Regions from separate parts of the Salmo salar genome. Here region 1 is linked to region 2. A link is a contact called in public Hi-C data. All regions are on one chromosome and are shown on one strand. The core of a region is the stretch at or near the end of the contact, and the rest is flanking DNA. Distances in the headings are between cores, read along the strand shown. Region 1 holds the start of LOC106560613 (28S ribosomal protein S36, mitochondrial). Region 2 holds the start of LOC106560682 (AF4/FMR2 family member 1).

Region 1 (7,303 bases), core at 2,785-5,284, 460 kb after region 2:
TCCCCAATTAGAAACAACAATGACCAGCTGCCTCTTATTGGGAATAATACGAATACCCCAACCTAGAAAAAAGAACCTAGAACACAACATAGAAATAAATCAACTATACAAAACCCCCCATTCATGCCCTAACCTACTCTACCATAGAAAGATACAAGCTCTCTATGGTCAGGATGTGACTGACCCACTGGGAATATGATGAAAGAAATAAAAGCTGAAATAAATCCTTCTCTCTAATATTATTCTGACATTTCACAGTCTTAAAATAAAGTGGTGATCCTAACTGACCTAAGACAGGGAATTGTTACTTGAATTAAATGTCAAGAATTGTGAAAAACTGAGTTTAAATGTATTTGGCTAAGGTGTATGTAAACTTCCGTCTAAAGCCGTATACTGAGATCATGTGACACTTAGGTTGTGGACTTTATTTAACTAATTATGTGACTTCTGAAGGTAATTGGTTGCACCAGATCTTATTTAGGGGCTTCATAGCAAAGGGGTTGAATACACATGCACGCACCACTTCTCCGTTTTTTTATTTATTTTTTGAAACAAGTAATTTTGTAATTTTTCTTCACCAATTTGGACTATTTTGTGTATGTCCATTACATGAAATCCAAATAAAAATCCATTTAAATTACAGGTTGTAATGCAACAAAATAGGGAAAATGCCAAGGGGGGTGAATACTTTTGCAAAGCATTGTACATCGACGCTCAAAGCCAGTGGCATGTCATTACTAAATATTGAAAAACGTAAGGGGCCTAGACAGTTGCCCTGGGTAATTCCTGATTCTTCTTGGATTATGTTGGAGAGGCTTTCGTTAAAGAACAGCCTCTGTGTTCTGTTAGACAGGTAACTCTTTATCCACAATTTAAGAGGGGGTGTAAAGCCATAACACATACGTTTTTCCATCAGCAGACTATGATGGATAATGTCAAAAGCCGCGCTGAAGTCTAACAAAACAGCTCTTACAATCTTTTACTCATCAATTACTCTCAGCCAATCATCAGTCACTTGTTGAAAGTCCTTCCCATAAGTGTGCTGAAAGTCTGTTAATTTGTTTGTAGTAAAATAGGATTGTCAAATTTTTTCAAAAAGTTTACTAAGGTTTGGTAACAGGCTGATTGGTTGGCTATTTGAGCCAGTAAAGGGGGCTTTACTATTCATGGGTAGCGGGATTACTTTTGCATCCCGCACACTTTCTAGTAGGCTTAGAATGAGTCAAATAGGAGTGGCAATATCGTCCGCTATTATACTCAGTAATTTTCCATCCAATTGGTCCGACCCCGGTGGCTGGCCATATTTCTTTCACGTCTTCTACACTCACTTTACGGAATTCAAAATTACAATGCTTGTCTTTCATAACTTGATCAGTTATACTTGGATGTGTAGTGTCAGTGTTTGTTTTCATTGGCAAGATTATCAAACTTAGGCATGACATGCCAACAACAATCATTAAAATAGTGTTGTGTTGGCGCTTTGCTGGCATGCATCTAAAAAAATTGGTTGAGTTTTCTCCACCACGATTTACATGCTAAAATCGCAACTGAGCTAGATGTAGTAGGCTAATGTTAATTAGCGTGCTCATTGTTGCCTGTAGTAGACTAACCATAGGTGATTTGATGATGTTGAAATGTTGAAGTTGAAATGGGGCTGGAATAATGGAGGCAGCTCCTGTTTTCTTTGCGACTTACGAGAACTCTCCATGGTTCTAAATCAATATGCTAGTTGTTTAGTAGTGCAAAAAAGTCAGAAACATTAACTTGCTTGACCAGGCTGTAGGTCATGTAACTGTTTGTTACATTCAATATGTTTTGTGGACTTCACCAGACAGAGGTTGCTCTCCGGTTTTGTGATGAAACAAAGGAATGGTTGAATTTATTATTTTATTTATTTATTTTATTTAACCTTGATTTAACTAAGCAAGTCAGTTAAGAACAAATTCTTATTTACAACGACGGCCTACCAAAAGGCCTCCTGCGGGGACGGGGTCTGGGATTAAAAATAATCATGACAAGAGACAACACTACATAAAGAGAGACCTAAGACAACAACATAGCAAGGCAGCAACACATGACAACACAGCATGGTAGCAACACAACATGACAATAACATAGTAGCAACACAACATGGTAGCAGCACAAAACATGGTACAAACATTATTGGGCACAGACAACAGCACAAAGGGCAGGAAGGTAGAGACAACAATACATCCCGCAAAGCAGCCAACTGTCAGTAAGAGTGTCCATGATTGAGTCTTTGAATGAAGAGATTGAGATAAAACTGTCCAGTTTGAGTGTTTGTTGCAGCTCGTTCCAGTCGCTGGCTGCAGCGAACTGAAAAGACGAGCGAACCAGGGATGTGTGCTTTGGGGACCTTTATCAGAATGTCACTGGCAGAATGGGTGTTGTATGTGGAGGATGAGGGCTGCAGTAGGCCTCACTCCCCCCTATCTGAGATGGCTAAGAGGGTTTTATAAATAAGCATCAACCAGCGGGTCTTGCGACGGGTATACAGAGATGACCAGTTTACAGAGGAGTATAGAGTTCAATGATGTGTCCTATAAGGAGCATTGGTGACAAATCTGATGGCCGAATGGTAAAGAACATCTAGTCACTCGAGAGGATCCTTATCTGCCGATATATAAATTATGTCTCTGTAATCTAGCATGGGTAGGATGGTCATCTGAATCAGGGTTAGTTTGGCAGCTGGGGTGAAAGAGGAGCAATTACGATAGAGGAAACCAAGTCTAGATTTAACTGGAGCCTGCAGCTTTGATATGTGCTGAGAGAAGGACAGTGTACCGTCTAGCCATACTCCCAAGTACTTGTATGAGGTGACTATCTCAAGCTCTAAACCCCCAGAGGTAGTAATCACACCTGTGGGGAGAGGGGCATTCTTCTTACCAAACCACATGACCTTTGTTTTGGAGGTGTTCAGAACAAGGTTAAGGGTAGAGAAAGCTTGTTGGACACTAAGAAAGCTTTGTTGTAGAGCGTTTAACACAAAATCCGGGGAGGGGCCAGCTGAGTATAAGACTGTATCATCCAATTTGTAAGTCGCTCTGGATAAGAGCGTCTGCTAAATGACGTAAATGTAAATGTAAATCTGCATATAAAAATGGATGAGAGAGCTTCCTACTGCCTGAGCAATGTTGTTGATGTACATTGAGAAGAGCGTGGGGCCTAGGATCGAGCCTTGGGGTACTCCCTTGGTGACAGGCAGTGGCTGAGACAGCAGATGTTCTGACTTTATGCACTGCCCTCTTTTAGAGAGATAGTTAGCAAACCAGGCCAAAGACCCCTCAGAGACACCAATACTTCTTAGAATGGAATGGTGTACCGTATCAAAAGCTTTGGCCAAGTCAATAAAATAGCAGCACAACATTAGTTAGAATCAAGGGCAATGGTGACATCATTGAGGACCTTTAAGGTTACAATGACACATCCATAACCTGAGCAGAAACCAGATTGCATACCAGAGAGAATATTTTAGACATCAAGATAGCCAGTCAGTTGATTATTGACAAGTTTTTCCAACACTTTTGATAAACAGGGCAAAATAGAAATAGGCATATAACATTTAGGATCAGCTTGATATCCCCCTTTAAATAAAGGACGAACCATGGCTAACTTCCAAGCAATGGGAATCTGTGGAAATCCCACAGCCCCCACACCACTAGAGGGATATCTTCAACCAACAACTTACCATCCTGAGACAAGGCCGAGTATAGCCCACGAAGATCTCTGCCACGGCACAACCCAAGGGGGGGTGCCAGTACTGAATGAAGAGGTTCCCCCCCTTCCAGGTTCCTGAGCCTGTGTAATTCAGGGTAGGAGCGTGAATTTGGTTTGTGTTTATATTTTATAATAAAAAAAATATAAACAAGTAATTAGTGTGATTTGTTCATCCAAAACATCTTTAGTTTTTGGTGTATTTTTATTATCCCGTACAGTAGGTGGCGGCATTACAACTTATGAGTATAGTCGGCCAATAAACCTCAGAGAAGAAGAAGATTACGTGAGGGACTTTTATTTGGAAAATGTCGGAAATTCCGTGACCTGGAAGTACTGTGTTAGCGTTGCTGAAGGTACGATGATGACGCTGGTGAAGAAAGATGGCAGCAGCTGGAAGAGCAATTGTGCAGGTATACAATATTTAAGAATAGAAAAACGTAGATTTGTTGCTTCATTTAGGGTATTGCTTGTGTATCCCACATTCTGTAGCCTATCAATTAATGCGTTAATGTTCGTTCTAGTTCAGTGCATGTCGGTAGACTGTTTGAAAGGGTAGTGCTAGCTAGTTTCATTCACTCATTTCTTACTCGCTCATCATTAATTCATATGATATTTCAAGAAAATGTAAACGCAATATATGAGTAGCCTAACTATGATTTTAATCCACCAGGCTGTGCGCCTTCACTCGCCACTTATAAAGTTTCCTAATCGCCTTAGTGACCCAAGACCCAATGGTAAATTTAAATTCTTCAACTCAAACTGTATATGAGTATGACATGCGACAGGCATCTTGCCTATACTTGAACAAATAGTGTGTAAAAACCATTGGTCACGTGCAGATTTTTGTACAAGTCCAGCACTAACACACATAATATAGCTAATCACCTGCTCATCAAGTTGGTTGAACCAGGTATTAGTGCTGGACTGGAACAAAAGCTACGCACGTTGGGAGAATCTCAATTGGACAAAAGTCAGTCCTCGACTCCTCCCTGACCTGGAGAGTGTCAATGTCAAAAGACGAATGGAGGACTGTCCTCCACCTTGAAACCCCCTTTGAATCAGCTGTTGAATACTCGAAGGAGAAAAGCATGCACATATTTTAAAATGATATGCTACTTATCCTTTTATCTATACTAATTTACACATATTTTGGGATTTCATCACTGTACACATAATTTGCATGATGACACGCAAGTTAAGGAGAGTCTCATTTAATACAAAAACATTTGTTTCCACATTCTCTCCTCCCCTCAGTTACTTTTGATGTTTTTCAAAAGGAAGAGAGGACGGAGGACAGAAGAGTAGAGCAAACCAATTGAGAATGTCCCATAGCCAACCTCTGGGATCAGGGTTGTGACCACCTATACCTATTGTAGCCTGGTGGTTCTAGACAGAGATTGGGTCTCCGTCTAGCAATATAACCCACCGTGCAACTTATTTACCAACCTGTGTTTCTATGCCTTTTTGGCGACGCTTTTCCCACTTTTGTTAGGCATATCTGTGGTCGGTGGACCGTTCTGATAAAGAATGCGTTGTTTGCACGCCGAGGGGTGCCCAGGAAACAATTCAATACAATTGTTAGATGCTACCACCCTCTCTCCTAATCACAACCAAACACGGATGTCAATGTTTGCATGCACATGCTTCATTCTACTTCTTGTCTGCTTCCTGTCTGCGGTAGCATGGTGCTCGTATTACAAGGTTGATTTAGCTAGGACAAACGGGTGTGAAACACAGACAGCTGTGCATGCGAAGTGAAAAGATAACATGAAATCCATGTTTGGTTTTGATTTGGAGGGGGGTGGTAGCATCTAACAATTGGATGTAATTATTTCCTGGGCACTGCTGGACGATCTCCTAATCAGAACCGATTACCCATATTCCTTTAGAAGTGGGTAAAGTATCGCCGCACAGGCAAGGTTCGGCAAATAACTGGCAATATGTTCTAAGACTAGAACTGGGGTCTAAACTGGGCTATACCTATTGTAACCTATTCAGTCCAAGAGGTGCTGAAAATGGGAGTTGCCGCAGCACAGCAGTCCAGTGGTACACATAGTTCACCTATGACCTCTGCACCATCACCCCTGATTCGCCTCCCGGGAACGTCGGATACCGCTGCAACTATCAGAGATCTTCCCCAGAGGTATCGAAGAAGGATAGTTGCTCCAGAGGAGATGGAATACATCCAGGTAAGATATGTACAGTCAACCACAATGGTGTTCAACCCCAGCTTCAGAGTTTAACAATACCACTACAGGTACATGTCATCATAGAAGATATAAATTAAAGTATTTTTCTGCTGTAACAGTCAACAATGTATTCATCTCTTACATTTTTTTTTTTTACAGCGTGGTGGACCAGAGTAACAGACATCTTCACTGATAACCTGCCAAACCATTCTCTGGATATTTGCTCAGTACTGTATAGCTTTTTAGGAGCATATCTGCCAGAGATTCCAATATAAAATGCACAAAGAAACATTTATCTCTAGATCCTGTTGGATCAGATCGCTGAAATGTTTATTTTTATGTTCAAGCAGTGTTGATAACCTCAAATGCTTTTTTGAATGTATTGTGATATGCGATGGGAAGTATGCAGATTCAAGCATTGTCTAGTTTTCTTCTAATAGCCTATGTATTATGCAAAGTAAAGTGAAAAACTGTAAACCCTCCATTGTCATGGCTATCAGTTATCTACCTGATAACAGCTACAGTGCCTTCAGAAAGTATTCTCACCCCTTCACTTTTTCCACATTTTGTTGTTACAGCCTGAATTTAAAATGGATTAAATGGAGATGTTTTCACTGATCTACACAATACCCCATAATGTGAAAGTGGAATTATGTTTATAGGAATGGTTACAAATGAAAAGCTTAATTGTCTCGAGTCAATAAGTAGTCAACCCATGTTATGGCAAGCCTAAAGTTCAGGAGTAAAAATGTGCTCAACAATCCACATAAGTTGCATGGACTCAACTTGTGTGCAATATTAGTGTTTAACATGATTTTTAAATGACTACCACATCTCTGTACCCCACACATACAATTATCTGTAAGATCCCTAAGTTGAGCAGTGAATTTCAAGCACAGATTCCACTTTGCGAACCAAGGTTTTCCTATGGTCTGCAAAGAAGAGCACCAATTGGTAGCGGGTGCAGTTATTAATTTTACACTTTGGATGGTGTATCAATACCCCCCAGTCACTACAAAGATAGTCGCCCTTTCTAACTCAGTTGCCACAGAGGAAGGAAACTGCTCAGGGATTTCACCATGAGGCCAATGGTGATTTTAAAACGGTTACAGAGTTTAATGGCTAATATGAGAGATTAACTGAGGATGGATCAACAACATTGTAGTTACTCCAAAATACTAACATAAATGACAGTGTGAAAAGAAGGAAGCCTCTACAGAATAAAAAATATTCCAAAACATGCATCATGTTTGCAATAAGGCACTAAAGTAATACTGCAAAAAAATGTGGCAATGAAATTAGTTTTTTGTCCTTAATACAAGTTTTAATGTCACGTGCACAAGTACAGTGAAATGCCATTCTTGCAAGCTCCAAAC
Region 2 (6,304 bases), core at 3,528-6,027:
TAGGGGACATAGAGAGTCAAAGGATGCAGAAAGGGAGGAGAGGAGGGTTGAGGAAGCAGAATCAGGAGATTGGTTGGAGAAGGTTTGAGCAGAGAGAAGAGATGATTGGATGGAAGAGGAGAGAGTAGCAGGAGAGAGAGAGCGAAGGTTGCGACGACGCAATACCATCTGAGTAGGGGCAGAGTTAGTAGTGTTGGAGGAGAGCGAGAGGGAAAAGGATACAAGGTAGTGGTCGGAGACTTGGAGGGGAGTTGCAGTGAGATTAGTAGAAGAACAGCATCTAGTAAAGGTGAGGTCAAGCGTATTGCCTGCCTTGTGAGTAGGGGGGGACGGTGAGAGGGCGAGGTCAAAAGAGGAGAGGAGTGGAAAGAAGGAGGCAGAGAGAAATGAGTCAAAGGTAGACGTAGGGAGGTTAAAGTCACCCAGAACTGTGAGGGGTGAGCCATCCTCAGGAAAGGAATTATCAAGGCATCAAGTTAATTGATGAACTCTCCAGGGGAACCTGAAGGGCGATAAATGATAAGGATGTTAACCTCTTACATCTACGTAGATGTGCCGCTAGCAGAACGCCTCGCCAATATCCAATGATAGAGCGTGGCGCGAATTACAAACTCCTCAAAAATCCCAAAACTTCCATTTTTCAAACGTATGACTATTTTACACCATTTTAAAGACAAGACTCTCCTTTATCTAACCACATTGTCCGATTTCAAAAAGGCTTTACAACAAAATCAAAACGTTAGATTATGTCAGGAGAGTACCCAGACAGAAATAATCACACACCCATTTTTCAAGCTAGCATATAATGTCACAAAAACCAAAACCACAGCTAAATGCAGCACTAACCTTTGATGATCTTCATCAGATGACACTCCTAGGACATTATGTTATACAATACATGCATGTTTTGTTCAATCAAGTTCATATTTATATCAAAAACCAGCTTTTTACATTAGCATGTGATGTTCAGAACTAGCATAGCCACCGAAAACTTCCGGTGAATTTACTAAATTACTCACGATAAACGTTGACAAAAAAACATAACAATTATTTTAAGAATTATAGATACAGAACTCCTTTATGCAATTGCAGTGTCCGATTTTAAAATAGCTTTTTGATGAAATCACATTTTGCAATATTCTGAGTAGATAGCCTGGCCATCATGGCTAGCTATTTTGACACCCACCAAGTTTGGCACTCACCAAACTCAGATTTACTATAAGAAAAATTGGATTACCTTTGCTGTTCTTCGTCAGAATGCACTCCCAGGACTTCTACTTCAACACCCAATGTTGTTTTGGTTCCAAATAATCCATAGTTATGTCCAAATAGGTCAGTTTTGTTCTTGTGTTCAAGACACTATCTGAAGGGTGATGTGCCGGCGCATATCGTGACAAAAACATTAAAAATATTCCATTACCGTACTTCGAAGCATGTCAAACGCTGTTTAAAATCTATTTTTATGCGTTTTTTCTCGTAGAATAGCGATAATATTCAGACCGGGAGACCTTGTTTTCATTCAAACACTGAAAATAGAAAAGTCTTCACATGCACGCGCACGCCCGTGTCATTGTTCTCAGAACGACCACTTTCCAAAAGCCCTACTGTTTTTCGCCCAGGGACTGCAGAGTCATCATTCCCCGTTCTGGCGCCTTCTGAGAGCCTATGGGAGCCTTAGAAAATGTCATGTTACAGCAGAGATCCTCTGTTTTCGATAAAGAGGCTATAGAAGGCCAAGAAATGGTCAGAGAGGGCACTTCCTGTATGGAATCTTCTCAGGTTTTGGCCTGCCATATGAGTTCTGTTATACTCACAGACACCATTCAAACAGTTTTAGAAACGTTAGGGTGTTTTCTATCCAAATCAAACAATTATATGCATATTCTAGTTTCTGGGCAGGACTAATAACCAGATTAAATCGGGTACGTTTTTTATCCGGCCGTGAAAATACTGCCCGCTATCCTAAACAGGTTAAGCTTGAATGGGCTAGTGACTGTGACAGCATGGAAAGTGTTCCTTCTGTCCAGGTGGGAAAGGGCAGTGTGGAGTTCGATTGAGATTGCGTCATCTGTGGATCTGTTGGGGCGGTATGCGAATTGGAGTGGGTCTAGGGTATCCGGGAAGATGCCATTGATGTGAGCCATGACCAGCCTTTCATAGCACTTCATGGCTACCGACCTGATTGCTACAGGGCGGTAATCATTTAGGCAAGTTACCTTTGCTTCCTTGGGCACAGGGACAATGATGGTCTGCTTGAAACATGTAGGTATTACAGACTCGGTCAGGGAGAGGTTGAAAATGTCAGTGAAGACACTTGACAGTTGGTTCGCGCATGCTTTGTTAAACTGTTTAAAGGTTTTGTTTACATCGGCTACCGAGAGCGCTATCACACAGTCATCCAGAACAACTGGTGCTCTCATGTATGCTTCAGTACTGCTTGCCTCGAAGCGAGCATAAAAGGCATTCAACTTGTCTGGTAGGCTTGCGTAGAAGAGGAGAGAGTAGTGGTAGAGAACATCTAGGTAGGGGCTGAGTGGGTAGGATTGGAGGAGAGATGGGGAGAAAATTAAACAAAGTAGTGATCAGAGACATAGAGGGGGGTTGCAGTGAGATTAGTAGGCGAACAGCCTCTAGTGAAAATGAGGTCAAGTGTATTGCCTACCTTGTGAGTGGAAGGTGACTGGGAAAGGGTGAAATCAAAATAGGAAAGAAGTGGAAAGAAAGAGGTGGAAAGAAATTAATTTAAGTTAGGTGTTAGGAGGTTATATTCACCCAGTACAATGAGCCATCGTCGGGAAATCAGCTTGTCAAGGTGTCAGGCTCATTGAGGAACTCTCCAAGGGCACCTGGTGGGCGATGGATGACAACAATGTTAAGCTTGAGGGACAAGTGACAGTGACTGTATGGAATTTAAATGAGGACATAGACAGGTGACAGGCGGAAAAGAGAAAATCTCCACTTAGGAGAAATGAGTATCCCTGTGCCACAACTGCTACCACCAGATACTCTCAGACTATGAGAGAACACATAGTCAAATGACAAGAGAGCAGCTGGAGTAGCAGTGTCCTCTGGGGTAATCCATGTCCATGTCTCTGTCAGGGCCAGAAAGTGTAGGGACTGAAGGGCAATATAGACTGAGATGAACTCAGCCTTTTTGACCGCAGGTCGGCAGTTCCAAATGCTGCTGGAGACTAGGAGTTCCACATGGGTTGTATGAGCACAGTACACTAAAGTATAAGGGTTGCAGACATGGGGTGGGGAGTGTCTGTAAACATACAGAGATAAGAGCGAACTGTGATGGGAAGCACACACATACTTGCCAAAAGAGCCAAATGAGATCATCAGAAAATAACTAGGTAAGATACTCAACTGAGTATCTTTAACTCTGTACTGTTGGAAAATACCAGTGAGTAAGCATTTCACTGTTAGTCTATACTTGCTGTTTACAAAGCATGTGAGAAATACCATTTTATTTTATTTACAGGATGGAACTCTCATTCTGAAGGATTCCAAAAATCTGTGACCCAAACATGGAGTGGGGGATTACACCAGCCTTCTGAAAGATCTGGTGAAGGAGAAGATGATGGACAAGAAAAAAAGGAGATACATGGAATATTTTTTGAGTGAATATGGAATGGAGGATTGCACAGAACTTTTGGAAGAGCTTGAGGAGGAAATGGAACAGGATGAGGAGGAGGAATTAAATGTGGTGTCAGGTGCAGTGATGACTGCTGAGAAGAAGTTGAATGTAGTAGTGAGGTGAGGAAGGTGGGCGTCTAGTGCAAAAACAGGGATAGGTGCTCCAGTAGTTCAGAGATGGAACTTGTTGAGCGTGAGGGTGAAGTACCTGCGGCAAGGATCACCAAATTCGGGCCTCGTCCCAAGGATGCTCGTCCCAAGGATGATAAGGATGATTTTGGCCCAGTGGGAGTGAGATTTGTAGAGAGAATGGATCCTTGCTGTTTGGTTGATCTATATGTGGTGTCAGGTTGGGTAGAGGAGAAGTTGGGGACTGTTTTGTTGGTGAAGGTAACTCAGAGTGTGTTTCCTCCGCTCAGAGGGAGAGGGCGCTGCGGATTATGAGATTAGGGACAATAATTGTGCTTTGCTCTCCAGAGCAGGGTGCAGTTGAAAGGAGTTATATCAGTGGAGAAAGTTGTGTGTGTTAGTTGTGGGGGTGATAATGAGGCTGGAGATCGGAGGTGTCCGGTGAGAGAAAGGCAGATTGAGGTTGCCAGGGTTAGAGTAGTACAGAGAGTGTCATATGCCGAAGCAGTGAAGAGAGTGGTAGAGGAAGATGGCTACAGAGTGAAGGATCCTTAGAGGATTCCTGTGAGTAGGCAGAGATCAAGAGAGGGTGATGGGAAGAAAATGTGCTTCAGTAAGGTGTTATTTTTTTAATTTTTTAGCATTTATAGCCATGGTTGTCAGTTGTACTGCAGAAATGGATGGAAAGACAGAAAACAGAGGTTGTGGTGGAAGCGGCAGAGAAGTACTTGGGATTGCTAAAATAAAACAGCTGCAGGGGGTGTTGAGTGGTAGTGATATGTCCTCTCAGACCGTTGGTCTGGAGTAGGACTAGGTAGGGTTAAATAGTGGATGGGTGGTGTTTTTTGTTGTTGTTGAGAGGGCTAGTAGGTGGTAGGGTAATTTGAATTTTCCCCAATTTTGCATTATTGTATCTAAAATATAATGTAGGTAGGGCATGATTGGTCTCACACGCCAGTACAGTAGGTGGCGCTGTATGCACCTAAAAGTAGGATGCGATCCGCCAACCAAATTCCCAAAGAATAATCCGTGACCCGGAAGTACATAGTTATTCTTGCTTGCTTCACAGCGGTCGCTGTTAGCAGATAACGATCAAATAACACATTATTGACAGTTATTTAAAGAATACAATGGTATTTGACTGGTAAACAATGTAATCAAGAGAAGGTTATCCAATCACGGATTGTCAGAAACACATGGCAAGCAACTTGAAATTTAGTTTTTGAGGAGCACCATGGCAGCTCGCTCAAGGTAAGCAGACAACGATAATGTTAGCTAGTCTACGAACTAGCAAGCTAGGTCAATCAATTTAAACAGCACCGCGCGCACACTAAGAAGAGCAGCTAGTCTAAAAGTTGAATTTTGGCATGTTACTTTGATATTTACGTTTGGATGTAGCTAGAGGCTTGTTGTAAAAGTTATCAGTTTAACGTAATAAAACTGCGCTACCATACCGTTTTTGGTGGAATCACCTGGAATTACTGCTCACCACAGCTGTGTAGTGTGTTGTAGTTAGCAAGCTTGTGCCACTTCGAACCAGTTAATCGACGACATCAGTGTGTGTTTATATAACTAACGTTAGGTAGCTAACGTTAGTTAGCTCCCAGCCTTATCGGCTAACGTTAACTTCAAAACATCCCATCGTATTTCAATTAAGTGTAGTTTACTAACAACTATTTTGGATAACACTGTTTAGTAGAATAACTGCCCATTAACGTTAGCTAGCTACGTTATGTAATTTAACGTGTGGTCCTGTGAGTTTAAACGAGCTAACTGTTTCACATGAATGTAGTTGCTAGTTAGACAGCTAGCTCACACTCGTAGTAAGTGTCAGATGGAAATAATTGGTTAGATAAATCGATGCCTAGCTAACTCTTACTGTATCTAGCAGTTCGCATGCTGTAATAGCTAACTACTTTAGCTAACTGTTGTGGATTAACCTGATATTAGCTAATAGCTAGGTACCGTTAACCGTAGTAAAACGTTTTACAGAAAAACTAGTGTAGCTACATTCAATCAAACTTGCTAACCAGGAGATTGAAGATGGCGACTAGTTAGCTACGCCTCCTGCGCATGAACAGCCTTTTACAACGGCCTCAATTGAAAACATTTTCCCAACCGGTTTGTTTTCCAATAAAGCCCATTGCCCCAAACTCAGGGAAAGGAAGGAATGCAAGTTAACATTGTGCCCGTTAATTGTACGTTTCTAGCAATCTTTGAAGATAATCAGCAACTTTGAATATCAGGTTTGAGATGAATAACAAGCGAGGCTCTGTCACTCAGTGTCACAACACTGACCTCAAAACAGGAGTTAATAATATTCACAGAAGTACATCCCTGTTTGTGTTCATGAAAGTTAAATTGGTCTACTGCTTTGGCATTAGACCTGTCTACTGGAAGAAACTATTTTAGCCAGCTGATGTCTGCTCATGAAGCTAAACCTAAAGGTGTGTAGCCCAAGATAACTAGCCTACTAGTTTGGGCTGTGACATACCAGTATCAATGTTTTTCCATGACAAAAACGAAAACATGAAGC

What was found. A called contact is a pair of places that touch in the nucleus more often than the background predicts.
Region 1: a Hi-C map of muscle shows a contact between it and region 2, with 12 times the contacts expected there. The contact joins the promoter of LOC106560613 here to the promoter of LOC106560682 in region 2. A contact is called at or near these places in 3 of 3 Hi-C or Micro-C datasets (blood, gill and muscle).

Annotation. Positions count from the first base shown.
Region 1 is chrssa01:120,831,165-120,838,467 of Ssal_v3.1, forward strand. It overlaps LOC106560613 (28S ribosomal protein S36, mitochondrial), which reads left to right and starts at 4,035. Exons shown (of 4, transcript XM_014123662.2): 1 at 4,035-4,148; 2 at 4,409-4,472; 3 at 5,737-5,927; 4 at 6,087-7,303. The coding sequence starts at 4,119. The coding sequence ends at 6,104.
Region 2 is chrssa01:120,366,627-120,372,930 of Ssal_v3.1, forward strand. LOC106560682 (AF4/FMR2 family member 1) reads left to right here and starts at 4,778. Exons shown (of 19, transcript XM_014123796.2): 1 at 4,778-5,019. The coding sequence starts at 5,003.